Linked DNA regions of Mus musculus: region 2 is linked to region 1. The links are chromatin contacts, called in public Hi-C maps. All regions are on one chromosome and are shown on one strand. The core of a region is the stretch at or near the end of the contact, and the rest is flanking DNA. Distances in the headings are between cores, read along the strand shown.

What was found. A called contact is a pair of places that touch in the nucleus more often than the background predicts.
Region 2: a Hi-C map of cerebellum shows a contact between it and region 1, with 1.6 times the contacts expected there. The contact joins the enhancer-like site here to the promoter of Lrrn1 in region 1. A contact is called at or near these places in 7 of 484 Hi-C or Micro-C datasets (cerebellar granule neurons, cerebellum, cortical glia and 3 more), 2 of 115 datasets of contacts at active chromatin or transcription factors (embryonic stem cells and neural progenitor cells) and 2 of 9 other capture datasets (adipose tissue and liver).

The regions. Positions count from the first base shown.
Region 1 is chr6:107,528,184-107,531,296 of GRCm38.p6, forward strand. Lrrn1 (leucine rich repeat protein 1, neuronal) reads left to right here and starts at 1,543. Exons shown (of 2, transcript NM_008516.4): 1 at 1,543-2,060.
Region 2 is chr6:107,565,808-107,568,920 of GRCm38.p6, forward strand. Lrrn1 (leucine rich repeat protein 1, neuronal) reads left to right here. Exons shown (of 2, transcript NM_008516.4): 2 at 1,184-3,113. The coding sequence starts at 1,436. Among named protein-coding and RNA genes, the nearest start is that of Lrrn1, 38 kb to the left of the region's middle. Within about 2 kb of position 1,409, at least 8 of the 459 cell types and tissues checked have an H3K27ac peak or open chromatin away from gene starts, as enhancers often do. A contact at or near this core is called in cerebellum, where this site is marked.

The DNA of each region.
Region 1 (3,113 bases), core at 293-2,792:
TATGCAAGACGGTGGGGGGGGGGGGATATAGGGATCAAGAATGCAGGATTACTGTTATTGAATCTCTCTCCTAGCACTAACGACTTCAAAAGTAATTTCTGTGATAACGTAGTCTTCCAAATTCCCCAGAATTTCTTTTTTTTTAAATTAGGTATTTTAGCTCATTTACATTTCCAATGCTATACCAAAAGTCCCCCATACCCACCCCCACTCCCTTACCCGCCCACTCCCCCTTTTTGGCCCTGGCGTTCCCCTGTTCTGGGGCATATAAAGTTTGTGTGTCCAATGGGCCTCTCTTTCCAGTGATGGCCGACTAGGCCATCTTTTGATACACATGCAGCTAGAGTCAAGAGCTCCGGGGTACTGGTTAGTTCATAATGTTGATCCACCTATAGGGTTGCAGATCCCTTTAGCTCCTTGGGTACTTTCTCTAGCTCCTCCATTGGGAGCCCCGTGATCCATCCATTAGCTGACTGTGGGCATCCACTTCTGTGTTTGCTAGGCCCCGGCATAGTCTTACAAGAGACAGCTACATCTGGGTCCTTTCGATAAAATCTTGCTAGTGTATGCAATAGTGTCAGCGTTTGGATGCTGATTATGGGGTGGATCCCTGGATAAGGCAGTCTCTACATGGTCCATCCTTTCACAAATTCCCCAGAATTTCTTGACTTGAGTATCCCGGGGAAATAAAATCAGGTTCTCTTTCTCAAAGTTGCTGATGCTCTCTCTCTCTCTCTCTCTCTCTCTCTCTCTCTCTCTTAAAGCTGATTCCCCCAATAGCACTTATCAAAGGCTTTTCCTGAACCTTGCTTTGGATTGTCACTTTGAAGTTGAGACCCTGGTTCAGGTCTAGTCTTCAACCACTTCCACCCTCCCTTCCACACTCTTGCCTGCCTCCCACCACCCTTGCCCTCACACCGCTCTGCAGTCTGCACTTTCAATCAATCCTCTGCTAATGTGAACACAAGTTTCACACCTAACCAAACAGACACTACACAGTTTCAAAGTTTCAGAATTGTTTCCAGAAAGCCTCCAGAATTTCACAGTGGCTTTGCCTCGCAATTAAGGGTCACAGAACTACCCTGGGTTCGGCAAGGGCATTAACCATTTCAGCTGCGGGTATGTATGTATGCACCACATAGCCAACTATCTCCAAAGGATGGGTCAGATCTCATACTTAAAACTCCATTGCAGTCCCATGGAGACTATGGCGTTCCTACAAGGGTTCTTCCCCTGTCCTTGCCTTCCTCTCCCAGTCACAGTCTTTCGTCCCTATTTTTTTAAAAAAGAAGAAAATGAAAAAAAGAAAAAAGGAGTGGCTCTCTGCTCCCTGCAGCGGCTGTAGTGGCATTGCAGCGATCTGGCAGGCCCAGGGTGGCGGGCCCGAGCTGCCCCTTTGTTGGGCGGGCTACAGATGGTGCCCCAGCGCGGGACTGCGCCTAGGCGGGCGTAGCGGGCGGGAGGGCGGGAGGGGGAGGCCGGGAAGGGGGTCGGGCGGGAGGGGAGGAGACCGCTAAGCAGCCAATCGGCGCGCAGCCCATCAGCTGACCGCTTTTGCTTACACCAGGTGCACGCCGGCTGCGGGGAGCACAAAGCGGGGCGCACGGAGGGCGCCGGCAGCAAGCCGTGAAGCCAGGCGAGGGCCGTGCGCCCCGGTTTGCAGCGCTTGTCGGGCGGGGACCGGGGCCCGCGGCGTCCTCCCAGACAGTGGCATCCTTGCCACCGCACTCCGAGGCGCCTCGGGCGCCTTCCTTGAGACCGATCCTTCGCTGCCCCGCCCTCTGCACCCCATTTCTTCTACCCTCTTTCCTATTCCCGCCTGTCTCTACCACGACCCCCAAGAACGCGATTTAGCCCAGCCCCGCGCAGCAGCTGTTGCTCCCGCGGCTGTCTCGCCTTGCATCTTGGTGCTCTGCTGGGGGTCCCCCAAGGAGCCAGTGCGCGCTGCGGGCTGGGTGGAGGCGCTGCTCTGCCGGTCCTCATCCTCCGGCTAGTGGCTGCTGCTGCCACCACCACCCGCTCCGTGCGCACCCCAACACCCCTGTCAGCCCAGCCTTAGGGTAAGTGCCCGGACCAACTGGGCCGCAGCAGGAGGTGTGGGAGGCAGCGGGAGGTGTGGGAGGCAGCAGGGAGGAAGTAGAGACAAACTTGGCAGCTTGGCGGACCCTACTGCGTTTGAGAAACCTCGGGATAAGATCTCAGGGCTAAGGGGAACAAGGGGGCGCGGTTTCTCGAGCAAGGAGGAAAAACGAAGTCGGGAAAGGAGAATCTACCGATCACCCTCTTGCCTTCAAAATGAAGCAGGGCGAGCGAGAGCAATAGTTGAGAAGAAAGGCCAGACAGAAATGGGCAAAAGGCAGTGACTGGAGCTGAGGCCCCAGGATCTCAGGGACCCATCAGAGGGGGAAAGAGAAGAGAAGGCTTGGTGCTGTGATCAGGGGAAAGAAGCTGGGGACCTGGGAAGAGAGCAGACAGAAGACCCAGGGAGTTGGAAATGGGGTCAAAAGGAAAGAAAGGTGGCAGGTTGTGGGGAGAGGAAAAGGTCTCGGCAGAGGCTACGATGCTAAGAATAAAGAGCAAGGAGTGTAATTAACAAAACACTGAGGATACTGAAGTCAGAGCATTGGGGAGAACATACTCAACTGTTATGTGGTCCAAGGAGGAGAAAACTGTTTTGAGCCTAGAAGGGGTAGCTCCCTTAAGGAGGCTTGCTACAGACGTGGAAATTTCAGGGAAGTCTTGATCTTTTCCAGGCATTCTGCTCTGGGGTCAGTGACTAGGAAAGTTTGCCAGCGAGTGTCCTTTGTGCTGCAAGGAGAGGGGTGTGGGCTGCTGCCTACTGATTCGGTGCTTCCTAGGTTCCTGCGGTCACCGCTACCTCAGAGGGAAGTCCTTGGCTGGCTGGGTTCCCTCCCTTCCTCCCCCCGCCCCCAACCCTCTACCGAAAGCCTAGCAGCCAAGAGGTGCCCTGCACACTGGGTAGATTGGAAAGTTCGTCCTGGGTCTTTTGCCGGACAGGACAGCAGGCACGGATGCGCAGGCTGGAAGATTCCGTAGTAGTACTTGCTCCAGAGGGACCTTGTCTGCGGTATCCACAGCAATAGCCTCAAAGC
Region 2 (3,113 bases), core at 159-2,658, 37 kb after region 1:
CCAATAACTACTGGTATTATATAAACTAGCAAGACACAGACTCTACCTGGTATTTTGTTAAAACCAATACTTAAGTCAATAGGATCAGATATTTGTCCTCTGAGAACTACTATTTAGCTAAGACCACATGCATAGTAACACAACAACATGACAATACATGACAAATACAACTTTTATGAGCATTTAATATGTGCCAAATATTGCACACACAGAGTTTTATATAAATTTCTAGTTTTTGCTTTGCAACAGATTCAGTTCTTCAATAAGAATGTAAGACTCCTTGCTGAGAAACCCTATTTTGTAATTGAATAAATTGAGAGACGATATAACCTATCCTTGGCCTGTGGCTGTTAAGTAGACAGTGAAATTCCAAGGAGCTAATTAAAACATAGATATTAGGTATATACATATTTCTTTTTCAGTGCTAGAGATTGAAGTTAGATTCTCACCCTGCTAGTGTTCTTCCACACATCTGTTTCTTGCTTGAGACATATTTTAACATGTACATATTGAATACATTTGTGTGTTTATAAAAAATTTGTAGAGAGGCATAGTAGTCACTGCTTTATTCAGCCAAGATCAGATGGTTATTAGAATATAGGGGAATAGAGTAGAATAAAATATAGTTGCTATTTTCCTTCCATAGCTTTGCTAAATTAATTTCTTACATATAAGTATTTGAACTTGGAACAGTCTTGCTGAATGTGTCTACAGAATGTAGCATTTGGAGGAGAAAGAGTCTCTGAAAACAAATGTTGTATTAATGAAAATATCACAGATAATTTAAGATTCCCAGAATCTTTCATGAACTACCATCCATGTTTTGGTTTTACTAAGAGTGTCTGTTCATCTTTTTAGAAACATAAACATGGACTTTCTAAAATAATCTTGGTTTTTAAATAAATGGTATCTTTAGGTTTTCCTGGGTATTTCAAGTATGAGTGTGTGTTTAATGCCTATCCTAAAGTATGTGCGGTTCTAATTATAAAGATAAAGGAGTTCTAGCTAGTGTTAGTGCAATAAGTGGGCCATAATAAGAGCATCCTAAGGCTCAGAGTCTGCGTGGATATTCTGCAAGCATTCTGAACACATTTCTTCAGCTATATGAGTGACTATACCCTTTGTAGTAAACAAAAGGCAGTCTACACAATAAGCATAACATCTCCCCTGATCTGATTTTCAGACACGTCTCCAGACTTTGATTTGGCTGAAGTAACTCCCACAAGGACCTGTGCACATGCCTGGCATTGAGTGATACGGTTCAAGGACTTCAGATTGCTTCCTGCCTCTTGGGAAGTTCAGAAAAACCTTCAGACTCCGGAATTCTTTTCCAGTGAGACTTGCTTGAATGTTTACACTATCTGCTTGCTGTTCTCCTTGCCACTGAATCGTGTTCAGATCTCGGTCAGGAACTGGGTGTGGTTGGCAAGCCACCATGGCCAGATTGAGCACTGGGAAAGCAGCTTGCCAGGTGGTGCTGGGCTTGCTGATAACTTCATTAACTGAATCTTCCATACTGACTAGTGAGTGTCCCCAGCTTTGTGTTTGTGAAATTCGTCCTTGGTTTACCCCACAGTCCACCTACAGAGAAGCCACCACCGTGGATTGTAATGACCTCCGCCTAACCAGGATCCCTGGCAACCTCTCTAGTGACACACAAGTGCTTCTCTTACAGAGCAATAACATCGCCAAGACCGTGGACGAGCTGCAGCAGCTCTTCAACTTGACCGAGCTGGATTTCTCCCAGAACAACTTTACAAACATCAAAGAGGTAGGGCTGGCAAACTTGACCCAGCTCACAACCCTGCATCTAGAGGAAAATCAGATTTCAGAGATGACGGATTACTGTCTGCAAGACCTCAGCAACCTTCAAGAACTCTACATCAACCACAACCAGATCAGCACAATCTCTGCCAACGCCTTTTCTGGCTTGAAAAATCTCTTGAGGCTGCACCTGAATTCCAATAAGTTGAAAGTGATCGATAGCCGCTGGTTTGATTCCACTCCCAACCTGGAAATTCTCATGATTGGGGAAAACCCTGTGATTGGAATCCTGGACATGAACTTCAGACCTCTCTCCAACCTGAGAAGCCTAGTGTTAGCAGGAATGTACCTCACTGATGTTCCCGGAAACGCCTTGGTAGGCTTGGATAGCCTCGAGAGCCTGTCTTTCTATGACAACAAACTGATCAAAGTCCCTCAACTTGCCCTGCAAAAAGTTCCAAATTTGAAATTTTTAGACCTCAATAAAAATCCTATTCACAAAATCCAAGAAGGAGACTTTAAAAATATGCTTCGGTTAAAAGAACTGGGAATCAACAACATGGGAGAGCTGGTTTCCGTGGACCGCTATGCCCTGGATAACTTGCCAGAATTGACAAAGCTCGAAGCAACCAATAACCCCAAACTGTCATACATCCACCGTTTGGCTTTCCGTAGTGTGCCGGCTCTAGAAAGCTTAATGTTGAACAACAATGCCTTGAATGCCGTGTACCAAAAAACAGTGGAATCTCTTCCCAATCTGCGTGAGATCAGCATCCACAGCAACCCGCTGAGGTGTGACTGTGTCATCCACTGGATCAACTCCAACAAAACCAACATTCGCTTCATGGAGCCCCTCTCCATGTTCTGTGCCATGCCACCGGAATACAGGGGGCAGCAGGTGAAGGAGGTCCTAATCCAGGACTCAAGTGAGCAGTGCCTCCCGATGATATCGCACGATACATTCCCTAATCATCTAAACATGGACATTGGTACAACACTTTTCCTAGACTGTCGGGCCATGGCTGAGCCAGAACCAGAGATTTACTGGGTCACTCCCATTGGAAATAAGATAACCGTGGAAACTCTTTCAGACAAATACAAGCTGAGTAGTGAGGGCACCTTGGAGATAGCAAACATACAGATTGAAGACTCAGGAAGGTACACCTGCGTTGCCCAGAATGTCCAAGGAGCAGACACTCGAGTGGCAACTATCAAGGTTAATGGAACCCTTCTAGATGGTGCACAGGTGCTGAAAATATATGTCAAACAGACAGAATCTCATTCGATTTTAGTATCTTGGAAAGTTAATTCCAATGTCATGACATCGAACTTGAAATGGTCATCTGCCA